Regions from separate parts of the Sus scrofa genome. Here region 2 is linked to region 1. A link is a contact called in public HiChIP or PLAC-seq data. All regions are on one chromosome and are shown on one strand. Each heading gives the region's core, a stretch centred on a gene start, on an enhancer-like site or on the middle of the called end of the contact. The rest is flanking DNA. Distances are from core to core; before and after follow the strand shown.

Evidence for each region. HiChIP or PLAC-seq counts read pairs in DNA pulled down with a chosen protein or histone mark.
Region 2: a contact with region 1 is called in an H3K27ac HiChIP or PLAC-seq map of alveolar macrophages. The contact joins the promoter of ZC3HAV1 here to the promoter of LOC102162486 in region 1. A contact is called at or near these places in 3 of 47 Hi-C or Micro-C datasets (heart right ventricle and liver) and 1 of 2 datasets of contacts at active chromatin or transcription factors (alveolar macrophages).

Annotation. Positions count from the first base shown.
Region 1 is chr18:10,330,608-10,334,617 of Sscrofa11.1, reverse strand. LOC102162486 (putative RNA-binding protein Luc7-like 2) reads left to right here and starts at 1,391. Exons shown (of 11, transcript XM_013990780.2): 1 at 1,391-1,894.
Region 2 is chr18:10,531,218-10,535,595 of Sscrofa11.1, reverse strand. It overlaps ZC3HAV1 (zinc finger CCCH-type containing, antiviral 1), which reads right to left and starts at 3,074. Exons shown (of 13, transcript NM_001177489.1): 1 at 2,767-3,074. The coding sequence starts at 3,074.

The DNA.
Region 1 (4,010 bases), core at 142-2,641:
TTTTAAGGAGTTAATTGTTATACAAAAAAAAAAAAAAAAAAAAAAGTTTAAATATCAGGACAGGGCTCCAGGCTGGGCATTTTCTTTCTTTCTTTCTTTCTTTTTTGGCTGCGCCAGAGACAAGTAGAGATTCCCAGACCAGGGATGGAACCCGCATCAGAGCAGCGACCCCCACCGAGCCGCGGCAGTGACAAGACCGGATCCTTAATCCGCTGTGCCCCAAGAGAACGCTAGGCATTTCTTTTAGCTCACTTAGGCCTCCCCACAGTGCTAAGGTATGTATGTTTATCGCCATTAGACGTGAGATTAAGAAATAAACTGCTGAAGGTCCCAGTTAGTAATCCGTCCTTTGGAATGCAGGGTGATGGCAAACCCACAGGCTTTCTTTTTCGTTGTCAATGCTGCTGATATACTGAAAAGGCCTTACCCTACATATTTAACTTCGGCAGGAAAGAAATTGGCTACAAGATTACCTCCTTTCCTTTCTCAGAATACTGCTTAATATTTATAGTTTCTAATTTAGAGTAACAGCTTCCTGCTATATACGTTAACGATGAAAAATCCAAGGAGGTTAGATGGCCAATTTCCTAGTGTATTAATTTCGGGCATTATTTCCTGAACTTGACTTACTCCAGTTCTGGGGGCTTAAAGCCTCCCTGCTTTATTAAGGTCATTTTTTTTTTTTTTTTTTTTTTTGTATTTTTGCCATTTCTTGGGCTGCTCCTGCGGCATATGGAGGTTCCCAGGCTAGGGGTTGAATCGGAGCTGTAGCCACCCGCCTACGCCAGAGCCACAGCAACGCGGGATCCGAGCCCCGCCTGCAATCTACACCACAGCCCACGGCAACGCCGGATCGTTAACCCACTGAGCAAGGGCAGGGATCGAACCCGCAACCTCATGGTTCCCAGTCAGATTCATTAGCCACTGCGCCACCACGGGAACTCCTATTAAGGTCATTTGTTAAAGTCATTAAGGAAAATGACCCAGCTGTCAGATCTCCAGGGCTCCTTCCATAAGGGGTCGGGGAGCAGGGAGAAAAAGGTCGAGTCTACACGATTTTCAGGTCGGCCCCTGAAAACACGTTAACCTGTGAGTACTCATCAGGAATACGCCCATAAGACTGCTAACCTCAGTCGAAACGACGGGCATGGTCTCTACTTACTTTCGACTGGGGCAAACCCTCTGGCTAACCTGGGTCTGATTCGCCAGCAAGGCGTGCGGCACTGCCCTAACAGACCTTTTGGCGCCCCGGGCGGATCCGGCTCGCAGAGCCGTTGAGGCACCAGAGTCTCGCGAGATCGAGGGGGGGGGGTTGGCAGGAGCGGAAGAAGGCCGCGTGCACGCGCCCGAGAGCCGTTAGGGTGGAGCCCCTCCTACGCGGGGCGGGCGGAGTATATACAGTTGAACGCCGGTTGGTGGAGCCCCCGCGGGAAACGACTAAGCGCGAGGAGCGTGCGCGCTCACGTTGCGGCGACGGTGGCGGCGAGCGGCGTCAGAGCTTGGAGGGGGGGGCTGACGTTTTCCGGCGGGTGGCGGTGTTGGAGACGAGAGCTTGCTTAGCCGGTATCGCTTCTCTCCCAGGAACCCGACGGAGCGTGAGGGAGCGAGGGTCGCTTTGGGGGGCTGCTGCCTTCCACGTACGCGTCGTCTTGAGGAACGCAGCCCGGACTCTCCTGCAGCCCCTCCGGCTCCTTTTCCGCACGCCTTGAGGCAGCGGCGGCAACCAAGACAGCGTCTCACCTCCCCCAACCCCTTCCCCCTGCCCCCTCCCCCCCGCCCGAGAGGGCCCGGTCTGCGCCCCACCCCGGCCCGTCCGCCCGCTACGCCGCCGCCATGTCGGCGCAGGCCCAGATGCGCGCGATGCTGGACCAGTTGATGGGCACCTCCCGGGACGGTAAGTCTCTGCCACTGCCCCGGGGGTGGGGGAAGGGATCGGGAAAGCGAGGGGCAGGGGTTCCGCGGGTGCACCTGGGCTTGCGTGTGTGGCTGAGTAAGGGGCTCCCAGATTGGTAACACGAGGTCCCAGCTCCTGTCCCATCCAATCATGGCTGGGCAGGCGGGCTTGGGGGGCGGTGACCGAGCGGATTGGCGGGAACTGCTGCCAATGGGGTCAGGCGGGGCCTGGAGGCTGAAAGGAGAGTTGAAGCGTTCAGTGTTGACTTGGCTGGGACCGGAGAGCCCACGTCTCTCTTGGGTAGTCGGCCGGCCTGTTTTGTGGCTGATTGGGTACCTGGACCGCTAAAGCCTCCGTCCCCCTGAGCTAATTTCCGAACCCAGAGTTTTGGGATCATCCCTCGCCGCCGCCCTCCAGAGAATCCAGAGAGAAGTGACACCCCCTCTCCCCCGCCCCTCTTATCTGGGTCCGGAAAAACCTTTTTCACTAGGAATCCAGTCCCAGAGATGCACTCTCGACCCCCACAGAAACAACTGTTCTTATGGGGAAATCTGACCCAAACCATGGTTTCTTGAGGTGGGTGTGTTTGGCCCATTTTGTAAAAAGAAAGTGTTACGGCCTGTTTTTTCCGGGAGACCTCCATTTTGTTAGACAATTTAATAGAGGCTTTGTTCAGTAAATATTGACAAATCTTGCTTGTTGCCCAAGTAGAACCATTTTGAAAATGTGCCCAGTGAAGTAGAATTGAGGGAAACAACGATCCTTTTAGGCGCTTAGGTTAGAATTTGTGTAGAAAACCACTAATTGCTGGATGGATATCTTTTTGTCATAGAGAATGTCTAAATAAAAAGATAAAGTGCTGTTGCTTTTTTGGTGATGATCGTTAGTAATGTACTCTTTGAAATTCGATTCAAATCCATGCGAATATGAAGGAAGGCTCTAGTTCATTATCTCTTAAAAACAAAGCCAAACCCTTGCTCATTTTTGTATGTTGCTTGTTCAGGCAAATAGTTTCTTAGCCATTAAAGAAGTGCTTTTTTTTTCTTGATAAGTTATTTAAATTGTTTGACTTAAGAGAAAAGGCACACAAACTTTTGAATAGTCCACTGTTATAATTTCCTTAAGTGCTTTGCAGCAGAATGTGTGAGTAGATTAAAAACATTGAATTCAAATGTTTTTAACAGCGCATACTTTGAATCGTTTTTCAGTGTTCCTAGTTCAGTTTTAATAAAAACCCACGTTTGCAACTTTTCTTTATAGAAAATGTAGATCGCAAACCTGTTGTGGTTGTGTAGAGAAGAGGGGAAGACTGGGAAGGAAATGAATTTTATTTGTGTAGTAAATCCTTGCAAGTTAATATTAATTAAAAAACACCACTGGGGAAACTTCTGCCAGTTACCATTTTTTCACTTTCAGAGAAGAATGGTTTTTATAACTGCAGCATGTCTTAAATTGCTCCTTTTCCATTATGAAGATGGTGTTGAGAAGGGGCTTAATCCAGGATTTTGGCTGACCGAATAATCTTTATAGTAAAATTCTAAAACTCACTTAAGTCTTACTTTACATGATCCTTTTAATCCTAAATGGATACCTTTTTTGGTATCCTCTGTATGGATTGAATTTCTTAATTTTACTGGGAGGGTAGTTGGATCAAAGTAACTGCTATCACCTGCTAAATTGCAAACTACGCAGCCAGTCTGGTCTTGCAAAGCTGAATTAAAATGTGTGTGTACATATATATGTGTATATATGTATGTATATACATGTATATATGTGTGTGTATATATGTATATACACACACATTTTTTCCTTTGTGTGTAATTAGCAGAAACTTGGATATCTTAAAATCCACTCTGCTTTGTGTACAAATTTATATTTTTATGTGTCTGTTACTCAATTTTTTTTGCCTCCAGACTAAGAGGATTTACCATTGAAATCATGTTTACAAGTCCATGATATTATTTATCTGAAATGACTGGATTTTCACTGCTGTGTTGGGCCAGAAGTAAGACTTAACTACTTTCAAGGAAAAGAATTGAATGTTTTTTAAGATACCCAAATTAGTTCTTTTATGTTTATAAGAATCAGAACATTCTTTTCCTTCTTACAAGAGAGT
Region 2 (4,378 bases), core at 1,825-4,324, 200 kb before region 1:
TCCTCTTTTAAAACATAGAAAATTGCAGGTTAACTACCCAATTTAGAAGTTTAAAATGGTTCTGATGTTTCAAACCAACAACAAAATAATAAACAAAAAAACTAAAATTTCTAAACATATATGTATAACAAATTAAAACAAAGTTTCTAAATATATTAGATTGTAACATACTAAAACAATTTTTGATTATGTCTGTGTAGGGTTTTTTCCCCTGAAAATGCAAGTTGGATTTCAGAGAAATTTGAACACCAACTGGATACTATGTGATATCAAAATTTTAATTTTTTTTTGTCTTTTTATGGAGGTTCCCAGGCTAGGGGTCAAATTGGAGCTGCAGCTGTCAGCCTACACCACAGCCACAGCAACAGCAACAATGGATCCAAGCTGCGTCTGCGACCTACACCACAGCTCACCACAACACCGGATCCTTAACCAGAGGATCGAGGCCAGGGTTCGAACCTGCAACCTCATGGATACTAGTCAGACTCGTTTCTGCTGAGCCACGACGGGAATGCCTCAAAATTGTAAAAGAAAGCGATCATTGTACCGTGGGTATATTAATAAAATAGAGATCTTCATTTTTGGTGATGCCAAAGCATTTATGAAGCAAATGATCTCTGGTATTTGGTTTAAAATAACACGCTGGAGTTGGGGATAGGGCTGGGAGGGGAGAATAAATGACGGCCATTTTTGAAAACTGCTGAAATGAAACGATGGCCACAGGGGGGTTCATCATTCTCTTTTCTCTGCTTTAGTGTATGTTGAAAATACTCATAGTGAAAAATTAAAAGATAAGAAGCCTATGTATTTAAAACCAAAAGTCAACGCTAACTAGTGACCAACTTTTCACAACAGAACAGAAAAAATAACAAAGTCTTCCATTTCCATTGTTGTGTGTGTGTGTGTGTGTGTGTATGTGTTTTGCTTTTTAGGGCAGCACCCACAGCATATGGAGGTTCCCAGGCTAGAGGTCTAACTGGAGCTGGAGCTGCCAGCCTGCGCCAGAGCCACAGCAAAGCCAGATCCAAGCTGCATCTGCGACCTACACCACAGCTTATGGCAACACCGGATCCTTAGCCCACTGAGCAAGGCCAGGGATCGAACCCGAAACCTCATGTTTCTTGGATTTTTTTCCGCTGCGCCATGACGGGAACTCCTCCATCTCCATTGTTACTCAGTAGAGTGCTTAGAAAGTTCCTTCTGCTTTTCTATTCTCTACTTTCTTCCCTCCTTCCCTCCTTCCTGATTTCATCCCTTGCTGACTTAGATGACTCCTTCCCTGCGCATAACTTCCTGAAACTCACAAACAGACTTTGCGGTTGTTGCATCACAACGTACGCAATAAATATTTTTTAACAGCAACAGAGCATTATTTTTAAATTTTTTTAACAGTTCTACTCTAAACAAAACTTTTGAAAACATCTCATTTACTTCATCCATTTAAAACATCTCTTTTTGTACTGTTTTATCACAAATACTGGGGGTGAGTGATCTAAAGGTTTTTGCCCATTCGTGCATCACAAAAAGTTTGATGATCACCCTTTTTGGGCACTAAGACACCACTTCAAGTTTTAAGGAGGGGTGGGTGAAGTGTGAAAAGTACTACATCAGGAAAAGTAATTTAGCAGAAGTACATACAGATAGAAAAAGTGAGGAGAAAGACGACAGTTTGAGGAAGTCACTCATTCATTCAACAAGGCATTCATTTAGAAGTGAGATGAGAAGTAGGAACCTGACAGGAACAGGAGGGCTGGGTGATTAAGGGGTCCCGAAAGTACTGTGAAGCAGAAGAGGTTGGGGGGCATGTCAGAGGATGAATTTGACTCCTATTGACAAGATATGCAGGCACAGATGCTCCTCAGACACCGGGAGACAAGAACCTAGAATCAGCAGGAAGGCCTGGACAGCGAATGTACACAAGGAGGCCATCTTTGTACATGTGACAACTGAACCCAAAGGGAGAGTGCTCCCACGGGGAGACTTGGCAGACAGGTACGTCAAAAGGCTTAACCCAAACCTTGGGCCACATCGGTATCAGGAGGCAAAAAAGAACAAGTGGAAACACAGAAGCAGCTGCCCGGGAGATCTGCCACCCTGTTCAAAGTGGTCCCAAGAGTGGGTGGTCAACCGTGTGAGTCACCACGGGGTGGGGGTGGGGGGGTCTTGGGGAAGCAACTCTGGTGGAGGACCCATCATCAATGACCTTGAATGGGACCATTCTAGTCTGGTGGTGCGGTCTACAGTCAGATATCAGAAGAATGATAACGAGGAGAAAGGAGGCACCGATGGAGGGCCAAGCAGGGACCCTCTGCGGTGGAGAGAGAATCGGATGCAAAGACCACAGAACGCCTGGGAGCTGGAGCGGGGCGGGGGGCGGGGGGGTGTGTGCGGAGGGACCGAGAGGGAAAGACTCAAGATTCCAGAGAGTGGGGGCATTTTCTTTCCTTCCCAAACCTGCTTCCAAATTCTCTAGGCCCCGGTTTACCCAAAAGTACTTTATTCTTAAGGACGTGGGGTTAATCGTCGTCTCCACCAGGGCAATAGCGCGCTAGCCATATTCAGGAAAGGTCTGACGGCGCCCGAAGGAAAGGACCCTCCAGGCGAAGAAGCGCGGGCCCAGCAAGAAGGGGAGCGAAGATGTGAACGTCTGGAGGACGCGGCACGGGGTGCGAGGTCCCCGCGAGGGCGCGCCCCTCCCGGAGCAGCAGCCGCGAGTCCTCCCCGACCACCACCCGGGGAGCCGCCCCTCCCGCTCAGGGCACTCACCGCTCCGACTGCGAATAGTGGCACCGGCCCAACAGGTTGAGCTTGCAGAGGTGCAGGTTGCCGCACTGTCTGTTGCAGTACTTGCGACGGCAGACCCGGACTCGAGTGGTGGCCACCACGGACCGGGTGACCCCCGCCTTGCCGCCGGTCTCCAACAGCACGAAGCGGTCGGGCCCGGCGGTTGTCAGCACCTCGCAGAGCTGCGCCTCGGAGAGCTTCACCTTTTGCAGCAGCTCCTCCAGGGCCATACGGCCCCCGTGGGTGCACAGGATTTTGGTGATGAAGCAGCACACCCCCGGGTCAGCCATGGCTCCCTGCGCTGGCCTGGCCGCGGCGGCGCGGGACTCCGCTCTGGGGAGAATCGAAACTTACTAGAATCCCGGGGGCGGGAGCGGGCGGCGCGCGGGCTGGGCGCGCCCGGGGCGAGCGAGCGAGCGTGCGCTCTCCGCCGCTGTTAGCTGAGCCCGGAGGTTTCGGTTTCCTCCAAGGCTTGGGTCGAGAGTCCAGATCGCACCGACCCGGTCCTTGTGTCAACTTAAAATCAATCGCGACGGCGAGCAACTGGAAAGAGAGCGAACAGGCTGGGACTAATCCGCCGGCGACAGTCGGACGGCTCCCTCTCGGTTCTCTGCTCCGCGAAGGTCAGGTTCCCCAGCTGGGCACCGCGAGGCTGCTTCGGAGAGAAGAGAAACTAAAAATCATCTCGGGGCTCTGAGGGAGTTTTAAAGCCAGCCCAAGTGGCGAATAACGCGAGTCTTGGGAGCCCTCTTGAGGAGTCTTCTATTCTCCACCACCCCCCCCATCCCCGCCAAGCACAGACCCGAGTGAGCCCTTGACTTGCTCCCAGCCGGCGCCCTGCCTCCTGTATTGGTGAGTCTTCACAACTAGTACTAGCTAGTTATTGCACTAGCTAGATATTGTTATCTTCGCTCTATTTGAGGAAGTAACCTGAGCACACAACAGCCGTCCCTCAAGCCGGATGTTCCCCAAATCTGGCCCCCAGGCTCCAGATTGGCCGGGACTGCTATGCACTTTCTCCCACACCACCCTGCCTTCTTAAAGGCCAGTGATTATTGGTTTCCCCTATTTTGCCTTCTCATAACTTTTTGTATGTATTTATTTATATTATGGAGGCATGTGGAAGTTCCCGGAGTCGAACCTACGCCACCGCAGCGACCAGAGAGGCTGCTCTGTCAATGCTGGTTGATTACCCTGCTGTGCCACAGGGGAATTCCTCTCGGGAGCTTTTTGAAGAACTGCTTCTTGACACATTCTTGCCTGTCTATAATCGCGAACAGAGGTGTCTCAGACGCTGAGACCCACACAAGGCTAAATATCGGATAGCAGTCAGTCACCGTCGGGCATGCTCAGACACATCCCAAGACTTGAGATTAGGTTCCTCTTCTCGGATGTTTGGACAAGATCTTTTCCTTCGGTGGGAACCCACTTGCACCCCCAGGCTTGGTATTAGGATTATTTTAAAGTGAAAACGTTTCAGCTACAGAAGATGAAGAAAGAAATCTTATCTGAACTGCTCCAAATCTGAATAAAGCAGAACCTACCTAACGTACAGCTGCCCTTAACCTCCTTCCAAGGGAGTTTCCTGCTAATT